2 separate regions of the Danio rerio genome follow, and region 2 is linked to region 1. The links are chromatin contacts, called in public HiCAR-type maps. All regions are on one chromosome and are shown on one strand. The core of a region is the stretch at or near the end of the contact, and the rest is flanking DNA. Distances in the headings are between cores, read along the strand shown.

Region 1 (6,624 bases), core at 2,716-5,215:
CAATAATAACTTAATGTTAAAACAGCTATCATAACATTATTTATCAATATGTCGCTATGGTCTATACTTTATGAAATGTACATTCAATCCCCCTACTCCACCCAAAAACCCAACTCTCATAGGAAATAGTCTGCTTTTTTACATTTTCAAAATACTTAATCTTGTGATTTATGAGCCATTTTCCTCAAAACATTAGGAATAAAATGTATACACATACACACAAAATCCACTCTTAAACACAATTGCTTTAAAAATATGCATGTGTTTGTTTAAACAGCATATTAGTGATTATTATTTTTTACCTATGATGAGTAATGGGTATCATGTTTTTTGTGCTGCAGTGGAGAGATTAGAGCTACTTCTGGCTACTTTAGAGCTACTTCGTACTTCTGGCTATTTAATTCACATTCTCCAGAAATGTAACTAGGGCTACGTGTTCAGCATGTTGGGCAACTTTTTGTTGTAAAAAATTGTGCTTTACAAATATACTAACTAACTAATGTGTATTGTTAGTAATTATGTGCATGGAAATGTCAGAAACCTCAAATAAACATTACTTCTCGGGCTCAGTGCAACAGCTGATCACGTGACAAACTGATCTACTCAGCCCAGCCTCATCCTGAAAACATAGCCCTATATACATTTCTGGAGAGTGCCGAATACATTTCAGAAGGTACACTTTTTAGGTTAGGTTACTTTATTTATACCCAAAGGTAGATTTGGTTTGCAGTCAAGAGTCCTCATCTCATATCTCACATAGTAAAAACAACAAATGAACATTAAGACATAAAACGTAAACATAAAAACACTTATAAAGAATAAATAAATAATCACTTCAAGTGTCCAGTTTAGAGTCAATAATTGTGCAAAGGTATTTGTATGATTGCCACTTTCCACAGTCTGATTTTTAATGGAAGTGCTTACCTCTTCGATATTAGTTTTGGATGCAAAACCTTACTGGGAATTTTGCATTTATCCGGGGTGAGGGATGAGTGAAACTAGCAAATAAAAAAAATAAAAATCAGGCAAATGGAAGTCATTGATTCATATTAAAAAAGAGAAAACTTGATGGGTGTGGGCTGAAATGAGTGAGTATTATGTCACCAGAGGACGTCCTGAACATATGGAAATGACTCGCATTTGTTGAGAATTTTGGCTGCCATCAGTGACATTCCCTTTTTCCTTTAATTTTTTCACATACATCAAGACATAAATATGAGTAAGTTTTTAATTGGGTCTACCAGCAGATTTTGCATTACACATCCCTTAAGGCTACTTGTGTCTTGAGCAAAAGTTCACAGCTGTATTGTGGCATAATAAAAGATAAAGCTTTGTCTGTTGCGGAACAGCAGTAATTATGGTTACTGTTTTTACTTTACTCATTCTCCCAGTCTGGAGACTTTCGCGATTCTTGCATGAACTGCTCTGAGATCTGTTGATTGTTTGTGCTTTGCTCAGCTGTGATCTGATATCAGGCCAGGAGGGCCATGAATCAGCTTGCCAGAAAACAATGGCACCCTTTCCATTCAAGTCTAAAATGCCCTGGCGTTTTTTTGAGCCCAGAAGTTGAAGGGATTGATAGGATCTCTAAGCCACGTGTGAAGAAGTAACAGTAACACTTTATAATAACTACTCAGTATGAATCATTTCTTATGCATTAGCATCTAGTAAATTTAGTATTTGTTAAGCATTAACTCTACATTAATAAACGTTAGTAAGCAGTTTATAACTACAGCTACAAATGCTGTATTCTTGACTTATTACCACATTTATAATGTGCTTAATAATTGTACCTTCATACTTTGTGATTGGTTAATTTTTCATTACTAACTGCAGTATTGCATTATTCAAACCATTTGTGTTTAAGAGTGGTTGGAGGTTTTTAAGATCGTTCAGAATGAGTTAGTAAATGATTGATAAACTATTGAAATTAACATTTATAAATCTTATTATTCAGCCATATATTAATGGTTACTATGTATGTTAATAAATGCTTTATTAACTCAACTTCATGCAGTTTTGTGACCTTATCAAAAGTGAGAACTATGCTTTATAAATCCCTTATAAATGACAATTAAATGTTTAGTATCAAATGAACAATAATCTTTGCAATCTTATCTAAAAAGTAAAATTACTGTGACGTTCAAACATTGCTGAATAACAGGAGTGTCGAAATATAACATCAAATTAGATGGAACAAAATATGTTGGAACAACAATATAATAATTTAACATTGTAATATGATGCAATTTCTAAAGTGTACAGTAATTTTATTTTAGATAAGGTTGCACAGATTTATTTTTTATTTGATACAGTTTCATGTGTTTTCAGTTTTGTTTCATCTTCAAACAAATAGAAATGAATAGTTGTTTATGTTCTTTTTTTTTCCTGTTTCCTGAATATAGCTGAGCCTTTAATTGTCATTTATAAGGATTTATAAAGCATAAATAGTCTTCACTTTAGATTAGGTCACAAAACTGGATGAATTTGAGGCACTTATTAACAAACAAATTCACAATTAATATATGCCTGAATAATAAGAATTATACATGTTAATTTGAAAAGTTTATTAATCATTTACTAACTCATTCTGAATGATCCTAAAAAACAACTAACTGGTTTGTTAATATTGCAAAACTGAATTTAGGAATGAAACATAAATCATTAACAAAGTATGAAAATACAATTATTAAGCACATACAGTTAAGAATAATGTCAAGAATACAGCATTTGTAGCTGTAGTTATAAATTGCTACAAACGTTTATTAATGTAGAGTTAATGCTTAACAGATGATTATTTCACAATTTGCGAATGCTTAATAAATGGTTAATAGTGTGTAGTCATCAAAGTAACTCATCCAATCACTGTAGGCCTGATCTCCATTTGAAGAGAGCTTCTTACAGGTTTCTAGGAAAAAGGCTTTCAAATTGGGGTTCGAAAGGAGGCGATAAAAGGTCCATGTGATATTTACACATTGCTAACTATGGTGTGCTTTGGCAGTATCCCTGGTTCACAAAATCAGTCTTAATTTGCACAGATACATTTTTGAAAAGGTGCAGCAGGGTGGTGCAGCGGGTATTGCTGTCGCTGGTTCAAGCCCCAGCTGAGTCAGTTGGCATTTTTGTGTGGAGTTTGCATGTTCCGCCCATGTTCTTCTCCAGTGTTTTCCACCACTGCCCAAAGACATCTGCTATAGATGAACTGGGTAAGCTAAATTGTCTGTAGTGTATGTGTGTATGTCCTGATCCTCCAGTTCCAGGTTGGAAGTTGGGCATCTGCTAACAACACACCTTGTAAAATAAGTCAAATTTTGAAATAGTCCAAACTTTCTTTTTTATGTCATTAGAGTAATAAGTAATGGGTATGTTCCATGAAGACATTTAGTAAATTTGTTATTTATGCATTGCTATAATTGCTAAGATTTAATCAACTCTAAAGGTACTTTAAAGACGATTTTCTTGGTTTTTAGATTTTTTATTTATTTATTTTTTTGTAACATCAGATTTCAGACATCCAAGTAGTTGGTTTTCAAGTATCCTGGCCAAATATTGCCTTATTTATAGATCCCAACAGAACATGGATGGATTGAGCTACATATCTCTTGTATGTTGTACACATTTGTACAATCTGCTAAAGCCCCATTGATGATATCTTTAGAGATGGACGTTGATGTTAAAAAAAAAAAAATGGCCATTGATGATGAAAAACAAAGAACGTGCACTTACATGCACTTACATAACACGTGTTACTAACATGCAATCCCACAGCTGCTTTGATATTTTCAGAAGGAGGCCCCTTGCAAGGGAATAGTCATATTTGAGGGTCCTTAGCTTTACATTGTAGGGTAAACATGAGATCTCCCGAATCACACCATGAGCAAAGGGGAGATGGCTTTACTTAACTGCCCACCCCCATCCAGCCCGAAGCTCAGGCTGGAATAAATCACAGACATGCACCATGACGAAACCCAGGCCTCGGTGCTGCAGCCATCCCAAGCATCTGCAAATCATTAACCGTGGCTTCCTGTTTGAGACTATGTCTTCAGCGCACACATCCCTATCACTGTGTCAGTCATCTTACCTTTATTTCTATAAGACTGTATACAATGTGGATTTTGTTAAAGCACATATACAAGGAATGACATTCTCATAATAAAAGTCAGATTTAAACATAGTCAGCATATTAGGCAGGTACAAAAAGAGGATATTAGTTTTAGTTAGTTCAAATTTGATTCAGTTTAATATGAATTCCCATAAGCTGCAGTAATCACTCTAATTATGGACTGAGGCTGCATACTAATTCGTGCTAATATTATGTTGAACATAGGAATTCATGCCAGAAATGTACAGAAATGTTGCCAAAAGATGCTAATGCATATTTAGAATGCCTATTGTTAATAATTGTTGCAACAGGCTAATTTATGTTAAAAACATGCCATAAAACATGTTAAAACAACTTACTAGCATTGGTTATCAAATAGCTTTTGTTTTTGCAGCTATTTAGCTGTTTTTGTGGAAACTGTACAGATTTTCTTTAGGCTTAGTGAATTGATTTAAATTAGAAAGTCCGTCCCGCAAACAATATTTTGTTATGTCATATCCAATTTCCTAAAACACTGTACATGAAACACCAAATAATGGTTTGAAAAGGATTGTATTCTCCTTCAATTGTTTTCATGCCATGACTTTCAGGATATTTGACTATATTTATTTCTAATTGACTATATTTTCATAGTAAGTATTGAAACATACAAAGTATTTAAAAATGCTACCAGTATGCTAAAGCATATTAACATTGTGTTAAACATGCTAGCAACATAATTTTCATGTAAACAAACATGTTAGTCATGTACTAAACATGCTAGCAGCATACTAATCCATACTCACAATGCTAACCCTGCTAGCATTGTGTTAAACATGGTATGAAAAAGCTTATTTAGGTTAACAACATGATAAAACATGTTAAATATAGCATGCTAGCAACAACTGTTTCTGTTATTCAAAGCTGAATTTTAGTCTTAAGTGCCACATGATTCATTCATTCATTCATTCATTCATTCATTCATTCATTCATTCATTCATTCATTCATTTTCTTTTCTGCCTAGTCCTCTTCAATCTGGGTTCGCCACAGCAAAATGAACCGCCGCCACGTGATTCTTTAGAAATAACTTTGAATGCTAATAATGCTAATTTAATTATTAAGATATGTTTATTATTATCGAATATCAAGCTTAATATTTTTTACGATTCTTTGGTGAGTGTACAATTCAAGTATGTTGCATTTATTGAATTAAGAATAGTTTTAATTCAACATTTTGTTAAATAATCACATTAACCTTCTTACAGAGTATATGAATTACCAACGAAAAGTTTGAAAGGGATCAAATTCACCCAAATGCATCTGGGCCCATGAAATGCTGGCTGAACAGTGTCCACTGAGACCAACTCTGAGCCGAAGTCTACTCGAATTACAGCAATTGCTCCCTCCCAAACCCCAATAACACATTCCTGCTGCTCTGACACTATTATAAACATTGCATCTTCTACTGGACATCTGCTGGATCTTGTTTTGATTAATTTTAGGGCGGTGGTTCAGCAGACTTAGAAAACTAATTAAAAGTTTTGCAATTTTATGTCCATTTTTTTTTCTCATCATATTGTGTTACAATAAAGCCAACATGTAGAAGGTAAAAGTCAACTTATAAAGTAGATTAGTTCATTCATTTGTTTTCTTTTTTACTTAGTCTCTTCATTAATCAGGGGTTGCCACAGTGGAATGAACCGCCAACTTATCCAGCATATGTTTTACAAAGCGGAGGTCCTTCTACCTGCAACCAGTTCTTGGAAACACCCACAAACTCTTGCATTCACACAGATACACTACGGAAAATTTTGTTTATTCCATTCACCTAATCATTCATTTTAATTTGGCATATTTTCATATTTATCAGGGGTCACCACAGGGGAATGAACTACCAACTATTCCGGCTTATGTTTTACGCAGCAGATCCCCTTCTAGTTGCAACTAAGTACTGGGTAACACCCATACATTCTTGCATTTACAAACACACACATACACTATGGTCAATTTAGTTTATTAAATTTACCTATATAGCATGTCTTTGGACTGTGGGGAAAACAGAACACCTGATGGAAACCCATGCGAACACAGGGAGAACATGCAAACTCCATACAGAAATGCCAACTGACCCAGCCGAGGCTCAAACCAGTGATCTTACCAGTGATCTTACTGTTTCGCATTCACACAGATACACTACTGTCAATTTAGTTTATTCAGTTCACCTATACCACATGTCTTAGGACTGTGGGGGAAACCTGAGTACCACGCAAACACAGGAAGAACAGGCAAACTCCACACAGAAATACCAACTGGCCCAGCCTGTACTTGAACCAGAAACCTTCTTGGCTGTGAGGCAACAGTACTGACCAAAAACATATATAAGAATTTTGGTGAAAGAGAGATAAAGATTACAATTCTGAGAAAGAGTGTAATATGTGTGACAATTTTAACTGCAAACATAAAGTCAAAGTCATGAGATGAATATAAAAACTTACAATCAACAGAGAAACAAATGCACTGAAGATTTGTCTGGCATGTCAGG
Region 2 (7,321 bases), core at 1,552-4,051, 66 kb after region 1:
TGGACATAAAACACAGTTACAAGCGGGGCGATCTGTGCATCTTGTCCTTTTCACTTTGATCCATGGTGATGTTAAAACCCTTAAAAGGCACGTCAAACATTAGTCCCGAGCAAACTGTTCCTCGTCTGTGTGTGTGGTCCCAAGGGCCCGGGGTCAGAGGTCACTGCCAAACTGCCGTATGTTTACATTTTCCAATCCTTCTCAGACCACAAGCTGGAGCCGTCCATCGCCATGTACTCAAGAGCGGCTGCGCTCTCAGCGAAAACTTCTGGAAAATACTTGATGGAAAAAGCAGTTCTGCTGTTAAATGAGTTTTGAGCTCAGCTAGCGCAGTCGAGTAGTCTTTCCATTTGGGTTTTATTATAATTTTTTTAATACACTTTCCGAAAGGCTGTAAAATTCAAAGCCTGGATAGATTGCAAACAAATGAAGGGCAAGAACTGGATTCCCTGTTCAGAAACTGGATAAAAATTTGCATATTTAGCTCGGTATTTTTAACCATGAACATGTATAAGCATATGAGAAGTCCAGAAGGTTCAACTGATCTCCACTTTATGACCCATCTGCAGATAATCAGCAGTGAACTATACTTTGGCTAAGGAGTGGAACAGAGAATCAAACTCGAAGGTTCAGACTTGTGTTTTATTTTCTTGATTTATGCTATAACATATTGAAGCTGGACTGAACCCAATTTGTCCTAACCTTCCAACTTTTTATGCCCAGGCAGTCCCCCTAAAAAAAATATAGCAAGGAGGATGCATTGATTGTGAAGACATTTATGCAGCCTGATCTCACCAGGAAAGTAAGTATTTTACATTTTGTCAGTGTAGCTAATTCATACAAATTTGTGCGAGTTCAGTCATATAAATGCATGATTTTAAAGAGAAGGTGTGGCACCCAACCCCACACCTAAACCCAATCGTCATTGGGAATAAGCAAATTGTAATTCATACAAATTAGCCACTAAATCAAAAAGTTATTATCGTGTGCGTTTGTGTGTGTGTGTGTGTGTGTGTGTGTGTGTGTGTGTGTGTGTGTGTGTGTGTGTGTGTGTGTGTGTGTGTTTATTTTGACAGCCCTGCATTAATATAATTTCTATTTTATTGCATGAATGATGTATGATGTAAATCCCAGAACACTTGCAGATTTATTGGTCACCTCTGACTCCTATAACATTCTTTGCACTATTATAGAAGTGAACGGTGATCTACTGTTTGGATGTCGACATTTTTTACAATACCTATGTTTTCATCCACCTATTAAAAAAAAAAAAAAAAAAAAAAAAGCTCATTAGAAACATACAGATTGCACACACAATATAAAAATGCTAATAAACAAACATGCTGACAACTGAGTAGGATACACTGTTTATATATATATATATATATATATATATATATATATATATATATATATATATATATATATATATATATATATATATATATATATATATAAATGGCTAAACTAGAATGGAAGCACATTTACAAAATAAATTCCAGCATGTGCATCAGAAGTCATGTGATTTTGTTTTAACAGATCATGCAATAACAAAAATGGATGTGATTGGACAGCATTAATAGACAAACCAGCTGACCCGCTACATTGTAAAACATCTAAAATGTTGTTTTGATCATACTAATGTGGAGGCACTATGTCATAATCACTACCCTACAAGAGCAAGCTCCCGATTGGTTAACATGGCCTGAATGTCCACTAAAGTTCAAATTTTCCAACTCGAGCGATTTAAATGCGCAAAATGCTCAACTCGCGCCGCTTCATTCTCACCGCCTCATTCACATGAAACACACCGCAGGATGTCTATTTATGTCTTTGCATTGACTTAACATGTAAATCATTTATGCTTCATCTGCATCTAGTGTGAACGCAGCATCACGCCTCCAACAGCCACCATGTGTTCACTGCATTTCATTTTCATCTTATACAGCAAAAAAAAAAACATGCCCACAGTAGCTTCTCCTACCAAATTAAAATACCAATTTTATTTTTGATATTTGATGTCAGTTGAATGCATTGGATAAAAACCCAAAAAAACTTATTCCCAAAAGTTTTATGCAATATTCCAGTTTTACGCATAAGTCTAATTAGAATATTTGGATGGAAACAGCTTATATAATTACAGAACATTTCAAAAGTCAACTTTTTTTAAACAGAACAATGTTTTAACTGCCACAAAACCACTTATTAAGGCATTTTATGGAAATTAACGTATAGGTGCTGCACTTATAATCTTCATATAAAGCTGTGTTGTAAAGATTTTTTTTTTTAATCCAACACTTCCCTACAATCCTCCTCCTTGTCCTAACGCTTTTACTGTTTTTATGGGAAATCCTCAGACATCTGGTCTGCCCTGAATGCAGTCGTTATTTGCTGGAGATTATGAACTGAAAGGACATGTTGTCTACTCACTGTCATTCTAAGTGTCTATGGTGTTAGCCATCTATGATCATGACAGAAGGGTGGACCACAGCTGCAACCCGCGGGCGAATTTCTCGCCACTCTCAGCCATTTCCCACCCTTTCTAGCACTTGAGAAATGTATCCAAGGTAAAATGAGCATGCAGACGACAAAGGAAAACCCCTGCATGAAGAGGGGGGAAAACAAGGGAGGAGTCATACTGGAAATCTGAAAAGGCTGAAATGTGTCTGTCTGTGGAGAGACTAAAGGCGACGGAAGAACAAGAAAAGTCGATCTACTCCCAGTTTTAGCCCTTCCCCCTTTCTATCTCTCGCCCGCTCAAATTTCGGCGCTAGCAGGTTGTCTAATGGTTTCCAGATTTTTTCATGCGGGTTTTGCTCCTGAGAGTCTCGACTGAGTCTGAGAAGCATGAGAATGAGAAGCAGAACGCGCTTCTGGCAGCGCCTGTTAATGATGAATTATATGTTGACAAACAGCGACCTCTTTTGGACATATAGTAGAACAGCAGGAAGATGTGACAGGAACAGCACACGAGCTGATTAAAATATTATGGTGGACTGTTTTCAATTTATGTTTGAATTTTTTCATACATAAACAAACATGCATGGCTTTAATCCCTGCTTTTTGACATTTTCTGATTGACTTACTGCTCAAACGTTTTCATTATTGTAAAAAAAAAAAGTGTGTCAGATTTTTTTGAAACTTGACTATTAACTGTTTCGTTACACCCATAAACTCTCACATTCACACACATACAAAGACAGTTAACTCAACCAATTCACCAAAAGTGCATGTCTTTGGACTGTTTGTGAAACTACAGCATTTGGAGTAAACCCACGCAAACACGGGGAGAACATGCAAACTCCACACAGAAACACCAAATAATGCAAACGGGCTCAAAGCTTGCTGTGAGGCGACAGTGCTAACCACTGAAACACAGTGTCGCATTCTTTTATATCGTGTTTGTGTATTTTCATACACATTTCAAATTAAAAAAAATGAATTAATATTAAAAAGTATGAGGAACCCCAATGCTGTATTTCAAATAAAGTATGATACGTTCATTTAAAAATGTTACATTTACAGGTATTGTCAGGAATACATATGTCATTTATTTGTTTGTAGCGTGTGCAGTAATTTTGGAAAGATATTGCTAAAATTAATTTCAAGAGTTCACACTTAGCTCATGATTGGTAATAAGCTAGTTTGGCATGCTGTCGCTCGGGTAGATCATCATCAACAACAGGCTAATAGACAAATTACAATGTTTGTAAACATTCAGGATGCGCATGCAGGGAGGTGGCAGAAAAAAACAGGGAGCGTTAGCATGTACAGTGATGGAATGACATCCGATGTGAGTTTGTTGTTGTCTTAGAAATAAGATATATTGATTACATATTACATATATTATTTACATAATTCTTTCAGCGTATTATAAAAGCATTATTAAAAGCATTATAATTAAATAAGCGTAGCCTACCTGAACCAGCGGGAGCTCAACGTTTGTCAACACATGCTGCTAATGGAAAGAATCATCCAGTGATAATCACAGTGATTCGGCAAAATTAACGTTAAAGTGAGGTCCATTTGCAATAGCACCACACTGCAGACGAAATGACCAAGCATCCAGCCTGAAATATACAATTTCACTGAAGCTTCAAATGATTTTACATGAGATAAGTAAAAGTCCTACAAGTCTTTGGATGTTCTGTGTGGACAAGACTTTGAAAGGAGATGGAGCTGTATAAGGCCTGGGTAATTAATAATCAACAGGGAAAAACAACTGCATTCTGAGAGTGAACTGCACCTGTACGGCAGGGTATGTAAACTTACACACAGAGGTAAAGTTGGTTTTATATTTGCTTATTTAGCTTTTTTCCTAAATAATAAGTATTATTTGCAAACTGTAAATAGCAAAATCATATTAGCAGCCAATGGCCATTAAGTACAACATTGTTCACAGTCAAATAAACAGTGTTAACCTATGGTGAAAAATCTACTTTTCAAGCTGTTTGGACAGCTTGTAGGTATAGTGTATAGGCCGTCATATTGGGGTGATATAAACATACAGAGTCCTTTTTTTTTTCAATTAAACAACATAAAAACGGTGGACCAGTTGGAACAGTTTTCAGACTGACCACAACTTGACGAAGGAGTGCGGTCACCAAATTGATTGACAGCTGCATAACATGTCCCGGTAGTCACGTGTATTATCATATCAATATGAGAAGACAAGCGAAAAGCATTCGGGAATAAAAGGTCTGTTCAGTTTGCTAGGATCATCAATCATCATTAAATGCGATCAAAAAGAGTGAGTTTCACAAGTTTAAAATGTTTTAAAACAGGGCATGTGTGTAAGGAATTACAGCAATTTACTTAAGCTTTACTTCATTAGCACAGCCTCATGTCAGAACAATTATAAAAGAAGACACTTCAGTCCTGGTTTTTGGATGTTAAATCAGGTTTATTTTGTACATTAACTGTTAATGTACAATGTTAATGTACAACTGTTATTGATTAACATAACAGATATCCATACAGCAGTGGAGATTAACCTGTATCCTGTCACATCTGCATGCAAAAAGAGTTGAAAGCTAAACGCGCACTGTCTGTGTCTATGTGTGTATTGTGTCCGAGCTGTCTATGTGTGTGTGTATCTGTGTGTGCGCGCGTGAACTTTGTAACAACATTGTGTGTGTCTTATCGTTGTAACTTGATACAACAAATGCATCAAATACTCATTGGTAAAGCAGTGTTGCCAACTTAGCGACTTTGTTGCTAGATTTAGCAAATTTTCAGACCCCCCTAGCGACAAATTTTCAAAATTGCGAATAGCGACAAATCTAGCAACTTTTTGTGTGTTACTGGAGAATTTTATAGACTCTCATGTGTCCATACTGTACATTCCCTACTCTTGCCGCCAGCCCCTCCCCCACCCTGTCAGTACTAGTGGAGCAGTCTCTCCCACCTGCATTAATCACCCTTCTGCATACCAACCTCAAATGATTTAGCACCAGCAGTGTGAAGGTATTTCCCTTGTACAGTCAAACCAATCTGCTTCTCCTTTATTTTAACAATTTAATTTGATCGTCTATTCTTTTCTTGATCACAATCACAGATATTTTAGTGACAATTTCACTAAAGTTTATTACGTCTGAGAGATGAATGCAAATTCACTACACCTATATAATGATATACTGTATTCAAACAGCAATAAATTTAGTTAAATTGACATGCGTAGTGCAAATATAAATACCCCTGTATTAACCAAAGGCTGTTAAACAAACAGAAATCATAGAACAAGATGACATCAGTAATATACAAATTAACATATGCCTAGTTTAGCGACTTTTAGCGAGTTTTTGGGTAGAGCTTAGCGCCTTTTCGTTGAAAATAGTTGGCAACAGTGTGGTAAAGTTATTTCTCACAAACGCTATGTGAGATCTGCTGCAACTTTACAGATAAATTCTGGAGACACAAAAGATTCATAATAAATCTGAAAAAAAGGGTAACCAAGGTGCCCTTTAATGTTGTTTTCCAGACATCTGTGCGTATTGTGTCCATGCTGTGTATGTGTGTGAGTATCTGTGTGTGTGTACGCGTGAACTTTGTAACGACATTGTGTGTGACTCATCGTTGTAACCTAACACAGCAAATGAATCAAATAATCATTGGTAAGATTCATAATGTAATATTTCGCATAAACGCTATGTGAGATCTGCTTTCTTTATGTCTGTTTGTTGTCTGACGCAGCCGAGGGAGGTGATTAAGGCATGCAGAAAGGCATGTCGAAACGGTGGATGCGGAGGACTAGCCTCAAAGGCGCAGTATAGCAAAACTGCCATCCAGTGCAAAAATGTATAAAATAGAATCTTATAAAAAGTATAATAAAAAATCTGATTGGTGTTTTAAGCTAAAACTTTACAGACACATTTTGGAGACACAAAATATTCATAATAAATCTGAAAAAGGGGTAACCTACAGTAGGTGCCCTTTAATGTTGATTTCAAGTCACACTTGCTGGTTATTTCAGACCGAATATTTAAAGTGCCGCAGTAAACAAGTGTGTCACAAGTTGTCACTGAATGAATGTGTGAATATAAAACCAACTTTACCCTAATAACTTACGCTTTCACGTTTTATTCTTACCATTCAGTGTCCAACCACAGTAACCATTTGTTACTGTTTTTGCTGAAATCATTGTTGCAATCAAAAACGAGTAATGTGTATGATTCAGCATAGTGTGAACTTACCTGATATAACATGAGAACTGCAAAGTTGAGCATTTCGAATTTGGTCGTCACTTCATTCAGCTCCCTTTTAGCCAAAGATCCCTGCAGTTGGCGTTAAAGCAGTGTGATGTATGGTAAAAGTAAAGTTTTCTACTTTTGGACTTTCAATTTGGCATCTACATGCACAACAGGCCTGTCTTCACAGGGGACCCCTGTGAAGTAGGTTGGTATTTGGTCTATACCATCCCTACAGTGAAGCATTGTGGTGGCAGCATCATGCTGTGTGGATGTTTTTAGCAGCAGGAACTGGAATACTAGTCAGGATAGAGGGAAAGATGAATGCAGCAATTTACAGAGACATCCTTAATGAAAACCTGTTTTAAAGTGCTCTTGACCTCAGACCGGGCAACAGTTTATCTTCTAACAGGACAATGACCCAAAGCACACCACCAAAATATCAATGGAGTGGCTTTACAACAACTCAGTGTATCTCCTTGAGTGGCCCAGCGAGAGCCCAAACCTAAATCCTATTAAATATCTCTGGAGAGATCTGAAAATGGCTGTACACCGTTGCTTCCCATTCAACCTGATAGAACTTAAGAGGTACTGCAAATAGGAATGGGCATAAATTCTCAAAGACAGGTTTGCCA

The links. HiCAR-type assays count read pairs that join an accessible place to other places.
Region 2: a HiCAR-type map of caudal fin shows a contact between it and region 1, with 4 times the contacts expected there. The contact joins two enhancer-like sites. A contact is called at or near these places in 2 of 18 Hi-C or Micro-C datasets (fibroblasts and gastrula embryo) and 1 of 4 datasets of contacts at active chromatin or transcription factors (caudal fin).

What each region holds. Positions count from the first base shown.
Region 1 is chr3:53,333,691-53,340,314 of GRCz12tu, forward strand. No RefSeq gene overlaps it. Among named protein-coding and RNA genes, the nearest start is that of pmp22a, 10 kb to the left of the region's middle. Within about 2 kb of position 3,966, at least 26 of the 62 cell types and tissues checked have an H3K27ac peak or open chromatin away from gene starts, as enhancers often do.
Region 2 is chr3:53,401,055-53,408,375 of GRCz12tu, forward strand. No RefSeq gene overlaps it. Among named protein-coding and RNA genes, the nearest start is that of cdc42ep4a, 13 kb to the right of the region's middle. Within about 2 kb of position 2,802, at least 44 of the 62 cell types and tissues checked have an H3K27ac peak or open chromatin away from gene starts, as enhancers often do.